2 separate regions of the Bombyx mori genome follow, and region 2 is linked to region 1. A link is a contact called in public Hi-C data. All regions are on one chromosome and are shown on one strand. Each heading gives the region's core, a stretch centred on a gene start, on an enhancer-like site or on the middle of the called end of the contact. The rest is flanking DNA. Distances are from core to core; before and after follow the strand shown.

The links. Hi-C and Micro-C count contacts between places; a contact is called where the count stands out from the background.
Region 2: a contact with region 1 is called in a Hi-C map of posterior silk gland, with 2.3 times the contacts expected there. The contact joins the promoter of LOC101739459 here to the enhancer-like site in region 1. A contact is called at or near these places in 2 of 7 Hi-C or Micro-C datasets (middle silk gland and posterior silk gland).

The regions. Positions count from the first base shown.
Region 1 is chr18:4,983,883-4,991,043 of ASM3026992v2, forward strand. It overlaps LOC101739459 (B-cell lymphoma/leukemia 11A), which reads right to left. Exons shown (of 5, transcript XM_004928144.5): 5 at 1-2,950. The coding sequence ends at 951. Among protein-coding and RNA genes, the nearest start is that of LOC101739459, 58 kb to the right of the region's middle. Within about 2 kb of position 2,254, at least 2 of the 8 cell types and tissues checked have open chromatin away from gene starts, as enhancers often do.
Region 2 is chr18:5,043,598-5,050,331 of ASM3026992v2, forward strand. It overlaps LOC101739459 (B-cell lymphoma/leukemia 11A), which reads right to left and starts at 2,124. Exons shown (of 5, transcript XM_004928144.5): 1 at 960-2,124. The coding sequence starts at 996.

The sequences.
Region 1 (7,161 bases), core at 1,004-3,503:
CAAAACTGGAATTATTTCACGTCAGTCTTAAGAAAGAAAAAAAAACTAGGGTACAATAAAAATAAACGCGAAACGACGTCATACGATTCACTCACTGGTTCTTAAATATGTTTTTTATTACTAATTTAAACACAGACATTACGAATAACCTAACCTTTAAATCGATTCCAATTTTGCTTTTTACATCGCGTAGATATCGATTTCAGGAAACTTACCGTATTCATTCGTTTTCGGTTTATGTATGAGAATCATGTTCATGAACATCATTAGGTAGGTACTCCATTTACACATTCACTTAAAATCATATATTTACACAAATATTCGTCTAAGATAGGAAACATTTTTCTTATTTTTTTATTATACACGATAAAATCCCTAAAAATTACGAAACAACTTAACCGAGAAACACGTACTACATCGAACTATGAAGATCCTATGAATACTGGAAAATTTTATTAATTTAATTGACACTATACAACTAAACAATTAGATCGACATAAATCAACATAGCTAACTTTGGCATTGGTTTCCACATTTTCTTTTGTCTATAAATAAAACATGTCAAAACAAGATCGAATGAATGCACGTAACATAAAAAAAAAAAACGTCCGAAGTACCTTACAGCCTCCGAAAAATAAACAATGATCCACCTAAAATCAACATTAACAATGATTTAACGGGTAATTTCAACACTTGCTCCGTTCGTGGGATAGGTACGATAACTAAATAATGCCTTTCGATACGAAATTTTGGGCTCGTATTGCAATTTTAATGTCCTTATAATTCAACTCTTAAGACTAGACACAGAATGTTAGGACCTGAGACCGCTCGTGCCAAACAGCTAATAAATTAAAATAGGAAGCGACGAATGGTGAGGTTTGTTTATGATCTTAGAAGATCTGGCTGGGAGGCGCAGGCGGCGGCAGGCGTAGCCCACCCCACGGGTAGAGTCACGAGGCCTCGTCTCTACATGCGTTAGAATCATCCGACAAGGCCAAAGGAGCGCCGTTGCTTTGGTTCACAACGCACTTGCGCATATGCTTCTCTAAAGTCGAGGGCACAGAGAAAGGCATCTCGCAAAATCTGCATCGATACACGTCTTTGCCGAGTCGGCCGTGAGTTTTCATGTGCCTAGTGAGCTTTGAGCTCTGAGCGCACGCATAGGAACATAGCTCACATTTGTAAGGTTTTTCGCCGGTGTGAGATCTACGATGAACCGTCAAATTGGAGCAATTCTTGAATACTTTGCCACAAAATTCGCAGGTATCATTCCGCCGTCCGTCTTTAGATTTTAATAAAGGGTTCTGGAGAAGGCCGTTACCGCTGTTTTTAAGGCCTTCAAATATATTTTCAGGAGGTCTCTGGGCATGCAATGTGGGAAGCCACCATCCTTCACTTCTCTCCATATCCAGTTTCATTCGCTTAGAAGCTTCGAAAGGATTTTCAAAAGGGTTAAAAAGAGGATGGGGCTGTGGCGGCATTTTGGCAAATTCTTCTTTTAACCGTAAAGCTGCTGTCGGTGGCATACCATTTGGTTTGTCACTAGGAGGGCCATTATTATTATCCCGATCTTTCGCAAGCTGCCATTTCAGTGAGTTTCCAGATTCTTGGAGTGCTTGTTTGAAAGCTTCGCTATATTGAGCAATATTTGATAGTCCAAATTTATCCATTAATTCTCCAACAACAGAAGCCGTTGGGGGATGTGCGGGTATCGCTGGAGTCTGCTTCCTCGAAGGTGCAGTAGGAGCACTACTATTGGAAACAGTTAGATCTTCTGCTTCCTCTACATCTTCTCCATCTTCATTTTCTTCTTCGTCTTCACCTTCGAGCTCCTCATCTTCCATGTCATCATCAGAATCATCTTCTCCAGTGTCGCCACCAGATTCTCCATCTTCACCATTTACATCTGGTAATCGATGTACTTTCATGTGTTTCTTTAATTTAGATGCTTTTTCAAAAGTTTCATCACATTCGCTGCATTTGAAGGGTTTTTCCCCAGTATGAGAGCGTCGATGTACAATTAAATTGTTTTCGAATCTAAATTTCTTGCCACAAAACTCACAGGAATGTATAGCCTCATCGTTGTTGCGTTTCACTGGCGGAGTAGACGTGGAGCGCTCGGGAGGGGGAGCATCGGCTGCCATTGGCTCTATTCGGCGTTCTGGTGAAGTCGAGCTATGTGGTTTGATCGCTTCACGAGGGGTATCCACCGTTCCGGGTCCGGCGCCCACCGGTGGAGTCTGACCGACTCGGGAGGGCGACGGGGAAGCGAACGGAGGCGAATGCTTCCTGGGGCTAGGAGAGCTCGAATTGCCTGTGGCCGCCCCTGGACTGGTCGTACCGGCCAGTTGCCGCAAGCGCTGCGAGTAAAAATCCAGCTGGGGTTCAAGTGAAAGTGGTTGAGATACTGGTGGTGGTCTGTCTCGAGCTGATACTGTTGTTGGTATTACAGGTGGTCGATCCGCCGGTGACGGAAACGCCTGATGTGGTGGAAGGGAGTTAGCAGCTACAGCGGCCGCTGCGGCTGCAAGGTTCAGTCCGTGGTGACGAAATTGTTCCGAAACGAGTTGTTCCATTCTAAAGCGATGGTCATGGTGATTCGGCCGAGCAAATAATGGAGCTGGAGGAACAGATGGGTGGGCTAATGGAGGTAGACTACCAGGTAGCGGCATTCGCAAAAGACCACCAACTCCAAAAGGGGAATGCATGTCTGGAGGTGGCAGTAGAGGATGATGGCGCAATGTGGGCGGAGGAAGAGGTGCACCCGTAGAAGAACAACCAGAACTTGAGGAAGACGTGCTTGATGATGAATGGTTCTGTTTGTTGAGATGCGGTTGGGGCAATGTTTCCACGTAAATTTTAACGCCGTGCACGTGTTGGACGTGTTGAAGTAATCTCCACGCAGAGTGCACGCGAGCCTTGCAAGTTGAACAAACGTAGTTACTCGGCTCTGTGGACAAAGAGAAAGCTCTGTTAAAACATGTAAAAGCCAAATTGATGAGAACGCTTTCCGATGGAAGATTTACAGCAATATTAACACTGGCAAAGTGTCTAGTAATAGCTCTCACATATCGTAGTGCTGGGCCTAGGGAGCGCGCGAGGATCGAATGCTAATCAGGCGAAGGTCCGAGGGTTCGGTGCGGCGGCGGTGAGTGATCGCCGTTCCGTGTCTCGCTTGATTCATGCACCTCTAAAATCTTATGAAATATACGCGGGCCGGAATCACGTACGCACGCGCGGTTTGAGACTGTTGATATTGAAATCTACGTAACGCTATCCGGATTCAGAGAGAGAAAAAAAAAAAAAGAATATTTATCTAACGGATTCCGCGAAGCTGTTAGATAATAGTTAGCGAAGGATGTAATGTGTGCGTAATGCGTTTCATGAATTCTCATATGTGGTGGGATTTCATAAGTGATGAATGTATCCTGAACGGTTTCGTGATAAGGTCACGTGGTCAAGCCGCGCCCACTTCAACAGTAATTTGATGGCTCATTGTGAACCCGAGACGCATTTTATTAACCATACGGTCGTGTCTCAACTCTTTTAGTGATGTGAACGAAAATTAACATAATCGAACGGTGAGATTGTGAACTATTCAATCTGAAACCGAAATCGTTTCATTCAATGCACATTTATAATACTATAAGACGCTACTATTAATCAGTGTTAATTATCTTAGGCCACGAATGTCAATCACATAATAACACCCGTAACATTGGCAAGATCTTTTTAAGGCACATGTGCGTGGTTCTAATCCAACATGATTAATATCGATTAGACGCCCACTAGTGAATCTTTATCGATTATTATTCGACAGTCCCGTCACTAAGGTGGGCGCGGTCCGATAAGCGATCTCGACTGTTAAGACGATTATTGAAATGTAACGGTCAGATTGTGACCGACCGGAAAGAAGGAACATACAGGTTGATGCTCATTACAAACTTTAAAGCTCCCAAATTATTATTGACATTTAAGGAACTTATGACGACACATTAAATACTTTTAACACTTCGAGGATATTAATATTAAATTTCGCTAAATGTTTAATTAACAAAAAGAAAAATATTGCCTTTAAGCTGATTACTAGTGGTAGGACGTGTTGTGAGTCAGCACGGGTAGGTACCACCACCCTGCCTATTTCTGCCGTGAAACAGTAACGCGTTTCAGTTTGAAGAGCGGGACAGCCGTTGTCTAAACAGAGACCTTAGAACTCATATCTCAAGGTGGGTGGCGGTATTTACTTTATAGATGTCTATGGGCTCCGGTAACCACTTAACACCAGATGGGCTGTGAACTCGTCCAACCACATAAGCAATAAAAAAAATGTTTAGCTCATAGTGATTTGGCTACATTATAATACGTATATGTATTATTGCACGTTTTCTTTCAGGATAGGTAGGATAAGAAATACCTGAAAATTTTGGTAGCATTCAATGTGCGCAGAATCCAGTATAATAATGAGCAGATAGTGTTGAGTCCTAAAAAGTGCCTAATAAGACAATTAATTCGGTACTCGCTAATTTTATACAAGTATGAACGTTTAAACACGTTCTTTTTGTTATATTTTTATTTATTGCTTAGATGCGTGGACGAGCTCACAGCCCACCTGGTGTTAAGTGGTTACTGGAGCCCATAGACATCTACAACGTAAATGCGCCACCCACCTTGAGATATAAGTTCTAAGGTTTCGGTATAGTTACAACGGCTGCCCCATCCTTCAAAACGCATTACTACCCGTGCGGACTCACAAGAAGTCCTACCACCAGTAAATGGTTATTGAGGAAGTATTGGATACGTTGTATAAAATAACATCACGCTGTATATACGTGTCATTTATCACGATATCAATATTGTGACCTTTTTGTCCGAGCATTGTTCATTGTATTGGAGTTTTGGTCATCGTTTTCAATGTACCGTCGTAAACAAAAAATTTAAAATGATTTTTATACTTCTCTGTGTACTTTAGACGAACTGTGCGAACAATTATTATTTGTTTAACTGTACACGTTTGCATGCAATGTAAATTATATTAAGAATTTAGTTTTATTTCAGTGCCAATTTCAACATAATTTTCATTTTTTTATTTCAATCATTATAGTTTTCTAGAAACACATATAATACATATTTTTTTATTAGAATATCTTTTGTTTTTTGAGGCCTTGTAGTAATTTTGGCTTTTTGATGAAGTCCAAAAATTTATTCTTTTTTCTAAAATTTATTTCAAGCGAGGATAGTGGAGAGTATTTAACGGTAGGCAGCGACATGGCTCTGCCCCTGGCATTGCCGAAGTCCATGGGCGACGGTAACCACTCTCCATTAGGTGGGCCGTATGGCTCGTCAGCCTACAAGGGGAATTTAAAAAAAAGACCATTGGTGTGCTCTACTACTTTTCTTATTTACACACCCTGCCATTGAAAATATTATTCTAGTAACAGTTTTTATAGATGTCTTTGCAAAAAGAGAGAAGAAAAGATCAAATTATGAGTATCATTAAAACAACTACAGCTAAGGCTAATTTATAATCATTGATTTAATTACCAAAAAAAGAAACTCGTTTTTCTGTTGATCGTACTCGAATGTAGCTTAATACAAGTAGGGTCAGCAACAAAGCATGTCGTACCAACAACGATTGATACCGACTTACGCAGATTAGAGAGCGTGTAATTTCTATCGTTTATATTATAGATAAGATCGGTTTTTGGACTACGTGTGGCATTAAAGATTATTATATTATGTACACGTGTGGTCAATGACCTTAAACAGAAAAATGTTTTGTTTACTTTTTTAAATTGGTGATTCGAAAATCCAAATTAATATTGAACTATTGTGGAAACAAACTTCTTTTTTTTAATCAAATTTAATAAAAAATAACGCGATGTATATTTTATATCTGCTAACGTAACCAAATTTGTGTAACAATTTTACATCATTATTCTTGCATCTAATAAAATTTTGTTACACTGAAATCGATTATGTAGTTATAAAACTATACTGAGACCTTACAACTTATATCTCAAGGTGGGTGGCGCATTTACGATGTAGATGTCTATGGACTCCAGTAACCACTTAACACCAGGTGGGCTGTGAGCTCGTCCAGCCATATAAGCAATATAAAAAAAAAAAAAACTTTTCAATTATTATTATTTTTAGTATTTACGAGTATACGAGTAATTGCTTTTGGTGAGCAATTAAATATACTGTATTCAATTTGTTTTGTCAAAAAGTCACGAAATTGTTGCGGAACTAAACTTTGTTTTTAAAATGTAGATATATAGTAGCACATTCGACGTGGCCCATGGAAAAGTGTTAAGGTCGTTTTATTAAGGCTTTTACGAAATTATTTAATTTCGTGTTTATTACGTTAATTTTACAATTTACGACGTTTTCAATTCGGATTGATTATCATAAAAATTTATTTCACCGAGATTTTAAAATTGTAATTTTACTAATTTCAAACACGACAATAAAGTAATTTTATTTTCGAAGGGTCCGATTTTTTTGTTTGCCAGTTCACGGTCTACGTTATATCAGCAGTTACATAAACACAGGACGTCTTAAAATTAAATATCGCCGTAGTATGTTTATTAAGCCGTATGCGTAATCATAAAATGAAAAAAAAAAAACAATCGTAGAATGTTAGATTGCGGAGATCTATCTACGTAACTAAATGCAAAATATTTTGTAATAGAGAAAAATTAGTGGTAAAATAAATAAATAAATAGCAGTACTTTTTAATTTTAATACGAGTTTTACGATGATTTAAAAATCGATTTGAATTTCGAAAAAACTAACACACACACACAAACACACACACATACACACACTTAAAAAAGTGCATCGTCATTGTATGCACTTAGCACTTTGAGTGTTGAATAAAACTCAGCTACCTTTAGATATTCGATTTTCAGATTTACTTATGTATATATAAAGCCAGCGCCCTAACTACCACTATCAACAATGAAACCGCCTAATTTTTTTATGACAACTTAAAAATAAATCTCCTCTTTGGGTCGATAATCATCAATGCTGACGGTTGTGGCCTCCTCTAATAACTTTCTCCTGGATTATCCTTCGCCACTCCTGCCTATCCTTGGCTGTGTGGATAGCTCTGGACTAAAGTGTTGAGAGCGCAGCATATCTGGTCCGACCAGTGCATTA
Region 2 (6,734 bases), core at 874-3,373, 60 kb after region 1:
TTTTTTGCGGAGTCTGAAATTTCGAAAAATGTGTCCATTCATTTCTTGATTTCAGTTTGCTTAATTTTTTTACAGAACAATAAAATAGTATAATTCTGAAGCATCTAAATAGCGGTAGATTTCGTCTGCCTATTTATGTAACAAAATGAAATATTTTTGAACGTCAACTTTTAAAAGTCAGCGGTCTATTCCGTCATTGTCCCTTAAAAAATACTCATCAACTGTCCGAGAATGTATGAAAGCGGCCACTCCATTCATTTTCCCTTCGGACGAATGGTGACCACCTCGTAATGTCAATGTTGACGTAAGACGGGGTAATAAGTAGCTCGTCGTTGTATGAATAGACTCTCAGATGGGATGACGTCGTATGTGTGTTTGCGAGTTTTTTTTTTTCTTCTAAATCTGGCGTTCGAATACTTTTTAAATTTGTACCGAGAAAATGATTTTTCTTTACGTTTTTTTTATTAAAAATAGTAAAATGTATAACATATATTATGTTCTATTTAGTTTCTAATTTATTAATTACTCTAGAAATAAAAAGTGGATTACAAATTTTGATTCACGTCTAACCTCCATAACAGAGAAATTTATCAGGTCACCGTTAGATAAACAAGAATCATGAAAGAGTAAAGATAAATCATTTTTGAAATTATGTACATGTTTCACATTGAAACATGTTTAAATAAGTTAGATGCACATCAAGATGTTTGTTTTTGGTTATTTATTTTTGAATTGCGATTCCTTGAACAAGTAAAATATATTTCTACAACATACGCTTTAGATTTTAGGTTTAGATTTTAACGATATTTTTGTTTGAACACATCATTAATATTTGCGTCCGTATTATTTAAAAATGTTCGAAAACATAAATTAACACTATCACACAATGATTGACGTGTTTTATTCGATATCGCTAAAGACAATTTTCGTACAAAAATAAATCATTATCGGGGCCTTACCTTGCGCGATGCGTACAGCTGGCATTTTGATTCTCATCTTGATTTGGTCACCTATTTTTAGATCTTCGACAACTTGTTTTATCCTTAGAAACAATTTATCTTAATATGTCTCTATCAGAAGACAGTTCGTTAAACTTCACATGTGCCGCCGCCGGTCCAGCGGTTTATCGTGTTCATAAAACGTTTCTGATAACGGAGGTCGACTTATCACAAATCCTCCTACGAGTGTCCGACGGTGTTTTAGAGCGCTCAATCATTTTCTTAAAGTACTCATCGCACGGAAAAACAAACAGTACTTAAGTTACTTTTTCCTTTTCATGTTGCGGCAAATCAGTTCACACGTTAGTTGAATGTTTCGCGTAAATCGACTGGTCATAAATAGGGCCTTATCAACACTTGAATGAGCGTCTCAGTGCACTATCTAATCTATCCGCGCCTAGTGGCGATCCTGCGATTCGGCAAACGGCTCGCTTGGTCACACTCCATTTACTAACATCTGTTTAAACTTCTTCACTTGAAATAACAAATTTTCAGTCACTGTCCGTCGTCGAAATTTCTATAGTCGATATTCGAAATAATAAAATAAATTTACGAACGTTATTAATGTATTAAAATAAAATGGTTTTTATGCAAATATACGTGAATATTTCGTAATGTTTACGAGAGCGATCGCGATCGTATATGTGTCGCGTGCGGTGCGAGGCAGGTGCGAGGCCAGCCGCCCGCTCTCGCCCGGTGTCCGAGAGCGTCTGTCCTGTGTCCCTTCACGCGAGGGCTCCACGGCCTCCGCGTGTCCACGACTAGCGCCGTCTCGCTCCGCCGGCCGACGATGCCGCGTGCGAGTCCATACGAAGTAGCCAGGGGTTACTCTCGGTCGCCGCCGTCTCGGCTGTTCGACGGAGACGGCTGCCGCCGACGCCGATCAGCTCACACATGCTCCCGAAAGAGACGGCTACAAATCACAAGTGCCGTGCGTTGGTGTGCGTGCGCGGGTGGGGCGAAGATGCAACGCGTACAAAAGAAAAAGGGATAATATTTGCTTGCATATTTCATGACTCGATTAGAAGATGGAATTTTTAATTGAAGGGACGGTAAGCGCGGTCAGTGTACAGTTTCAGGGCGTGCTTATATTTAAAGCTCCGAAACTTGAGTGCTCGTTTGAAGTTGTGAGGTACTTTTATTGTGAGGCTTAACTTTTAAGAGCCTGAACGATAAAACGGTAAATACGTAAAGTATGATTTTATAAGTAAAATATGTCCAAAATTTTATTAGGATGTCCAAAGTAAATTCAGGAAATTGGAGAACGATGCATTTAGTCTTACTACCAATAAATTTCACTAAATCTCATTAAATAAAGTCCATTTTATGAAATTAGGTACCCGGTTCTTTTAATACATTATTTTATTTTTTTGTATAAGCATTATTTTTTTTAAAACATTACCAGACTCTACCTCCGTAGTACTGAGCTACGCATGCTACGCGAGCTAGCAATGTTTTTCCCTAGCAACAAAACATTTGGAAAAATGCATTGATTGCATATTTTATTTACGCTCTCATAAGTAGCGTCTAAAGCGAATATCATTTACGATTTATAAATCTCATTATGTTGTTATATACGCGCGTGATATTATTCCGTTTGCCTACGAAAAAAAAAAAAAAGAAACGTCTTAACAATTGCAGAAAAGAAAAATAACCCTCCTCCAATCACTAAATTAAACGTTAAAAACCCGTCTAATTTGAGTAAAAGCGCAACACGTAGCCAAACTGTCGTTTCCACTGAAAGTTTCCGGCGTTTTTTCTTCAACGTTATTTTACTTAAGACGCCACGAACAACTTATCTCGGTCGGTCCTTGACTTTAATAAGTTTTATGAGTGTCAGTCGAGACTTAACCGGCGCGAGAACGAGCCACGAAAACGAAGTTTTTCATAATTGTTTCCAGACTTTGACGGCGTTCGATTATTGAAAATTTCGAATCTCGGTTCGTTTGATTTTGGAATTGTTTTTTTTTTTTTTTTGTTTTGTTTTAAGAATGTCGAGATTGTTTTAGGTTTGTGATTGTGTTTTGTTTGACTGTGTTGTAGAAGAAGTAAATATCTATCAGGGCTATCAGACGTTCAGTTGTTTTGGATTATTTGCGGCAAAAATTTAAATTTTCGTATGCAATTCCACGCTTTAGAGTATCGCTTGATTAAGGTCTGTTTTTATGACACTGCGTCATCTGTTTTCCTATTTATTCCGATATTATGAAAGTAATAAATAAAAATAAATTTGTCAGGAGAGAAAAAATATTTGAAATATTCATTATTTATCTCGTCTTCTAACGCGGAACTGTTTAAGTACCGCTTGACCAAACACACCCCCAAAGGCTATTTATTCCAAACTTAGTTAAACTGGTCACTACAGCTGTCCGGCGCGATATAAAATAATACTATCTCTTTCATATGTATACATGTGGATACTGAAAATTGAGACGACTCAAGGGTTGGGTGTTTTCCTTCGCGGAAACCCGGGAGTAACAGGTTAGATGTACGGCTGTCTCGTTCATGTGTGGGAGTACGTGAGTATGTGGAAAGGGATAGTGAGTGATGTCGAAATTTTGATTTTCCCGACGCTACTCACCGTTAGGAGGCGCTGAAAATATTTGTGTAAGAACCCTGGGTTAGTTCCTAAGTGGAAACATAACTCAAGTAATTAAGTTCATATTTTAAGGGACAATAAAAATATCTAAAATTTTTTTTTTTGCTTAATGGTGAACAAGCTCACGGTCTACCTGATGTTAAGTGGTTACCGGGGCCCATAGACATCAACAAAGTAAATGACGATATCTACGTGTTTTAAGTCTCAGTTTTATAGTAGAACGTTTTTCCTCACCCTTTAAACCGAAATGCATTACTGCTGCACGACAGAAATAGGCAGGGTGGTGGTATGCGGTATGTTCCCATGCGGACTCACAAAGATACCACAGCACCAATAATTATGCAAATTATAAGTATTGTGGGTGTGATTTTTATTACACTAGTCATACGTCGTGGAAAGAATTCGTGAACATGTGTTAAGTATCATTAATAGTTTTTGTAAGTCATAACTATTTCATTAGTAAAAACGTAAAAAAAGACTTTATTGCCAGATCTTACCTCTATGACGCCCTGGACTTAGAGTCCATCAGTAAGTATCTACAGTGGGCGTCAATGCGCCACTTCGATAAAGCGGCACGACACGAGAACCCTCTCATCGTGGCTGCCGGTAACTACATTCCCGATCCTGCGGACAGAATGGAAAGCAGTCGACGTCGCCCCAAGCACGTCATTTCGGATCCTCCCGATCCACTAACGGTGCTTTTAGGTACCTCAAGCACCGGTCATCGCTCGTTAAGGTTACGCTGAAATAGCCTCTCAAGGCTCTCAGCTAAGTAGGGGAAAAAAAACCCAGATCTCCTCATTAGGTCGCGATTCCGATTCGGTGGTAAATTCTGCGAAGCACTGCTCTTGCTAGGGCTAGTGTTAGCAAATTCTCTCAGGTTGAGCCCGTGAGCTCACTTACCCATTCTTGCGTAGTTGCAATAGCCCTTTAAACTAACAGCGACAGATTTTTTTTTTAATATTATTAATCATTGTCTTCTCTCCTTCAATTATAAACGTAAAAGAGCATATTAATTATCTTTTAACAAATTAAGTAAGTGTAAGTCGTCGTGGCCTAAAGGATAAGACGTCCGGTGCATTCGTATCTAGCGTTGCACCGATGTTCGAATCCCGCAGGCGGGTACCAATTTTTCTAATGAAATACGTACTTAACAATTGTTCACGATTGACTTCCACGGTGAAGGAATAATAAATCGTGTAATAAAAATCAAACCCGCAAAATTATAATTTGCGTAATTACTGGTGGTAGGACATCTTGTGAGTACGCGCGGGTGGGTACCACCGCCCTGCCTATTTCTGCCGTGAAGCAGTAATGCGTTTCGGTTTGAAGGGTGGGGCAGCCGTTGTAACTAACTTGAGACCTTAGAACTTATATCTCAAGGTGGGTGGCGCATTTACGTTATAGATGTCTATGGGCTCCAGTAACCACTTAACATCAGGCGAGCTGTGAGCTCGACCACCCATCTAAGCAATAAAAATAAAAAATAAAAAAAGGAATCTATATATACTTGTCTGTTTTCAGACAATGAAAAGGTTTTTTTTTCTCAAAGTCCGTTTATCTCGTCCCAGCTTTTTTTTTTTAAACAAATTAGTTTTAAAATGATATGGCCTTCTTGTGCCGCAGTATTTTAGTATAAAAAGGTTATTTTGTTCAATATGTGATTCTTAAACTTTATGCTCTAGCAAGCTTTGACCGTCTGAAATTCATACGAATATTTATCGTCAATTTATTGCACTAAGAATGGGAATTGGTTATTTTCAAATTTGTTTTATAAACTTTTTTCTTTGTTTTTTTTTGCCATTATAAGCATACAAGTATACGGCCCATCTGCCTGTAAGCAGCCGACGTCTCTCAACAACAAGAGCCAAACCACTGCCCAAAAACGTTATTCTTACGACTTATTAATCAATGTGTTTCGTTCTAATGCGCTAGTAACATAACGTTTCTTTTTGTAACAGTACAACGGATGTTTTTTTTTGTGTGCTCCTGCGGGACAGATGTGGGGCAGGATATGGAGAAATTGCTCAATTTGAGACACGTAACGTTATATTCGTGAAAGTATCGAGTTTAATTTGTGTTGACAACGGTGACTTCACGAAATATACTTCAGCAAAAAAAAAGAACATATTTGAACATTTCAGAATCTTAGGTTCAACGTTTGGACAAACTCATATCGTGTTGGTTGGGAATACTGTAATTGTCATGAGTACCAACGCTGGTCATATGTACCTCCAAGGTTGGCCCAACTCGTTGGCGGTCTACCCACCCTGTGTGGTGCCGTGCGCGGCTGCCAGAGAAATTTCTAAGCTAAATATATTCGGGGATACTATAATACAACAATCAAAAGGGAATTCTGTTTATAAACTCACAGTTTAAAATTTTAATTCTTAGATTGCCAACACACAAATAAATCAGTACTTAGTGAACACAGGTTTAGATTACTCATATACCTACCATGTCGGTTTTTTATCGCGATCTAAAACCTAACAAAAAGGGGATCTTCAAACTAAATTTTCATTAAACTAATGGGGTTTCTCTCGGACGTATTAAACAGGATAGCTGGTTTGCCAGGACTACAAGACACATTCATATTTGAAAATGTGGAAGAGTTTGGTCCGTTACTAGATTATTGTCATTGCGACAGAAAAGCGGTCTTTATCACTTCAGTTAAACTTCTTCTTCTTACTCTAATCTCACAATATATGGAGTCGGCGCAGTATGTCCTTTTATCATGCTGCATATGGATTTAGCATGAGTGTTAGGATCAGGCGTCTGTCTGTTCAATCCACTACAAATATGTCTCTTAAAGCTTAAGGCTTTTTAAGGTATTGGTAACGTCTAATAATTAATAATTCGACTAAGACAATTAACATAAAATAATGTATTAAAATAACTCGACCGAAGCAGCTTATTGATGATCTGAACTCGTAAATTATTTCTTTAATTAATACGTGCCCTATTCGGATGATGCTAGGGACAATTCCTGAAATAGACTGAGGGTTTCAAGGGCGCGGCTTGTGGCGCACGTGTGTCCGAGAATTTATATCTTTGAAGGGCTCTGAAGGGACGCGTTACGGAGTATAACTTTTCAAGTTTCACTATTTACGATTTTGTAGTTCAAAGGCTAATATACA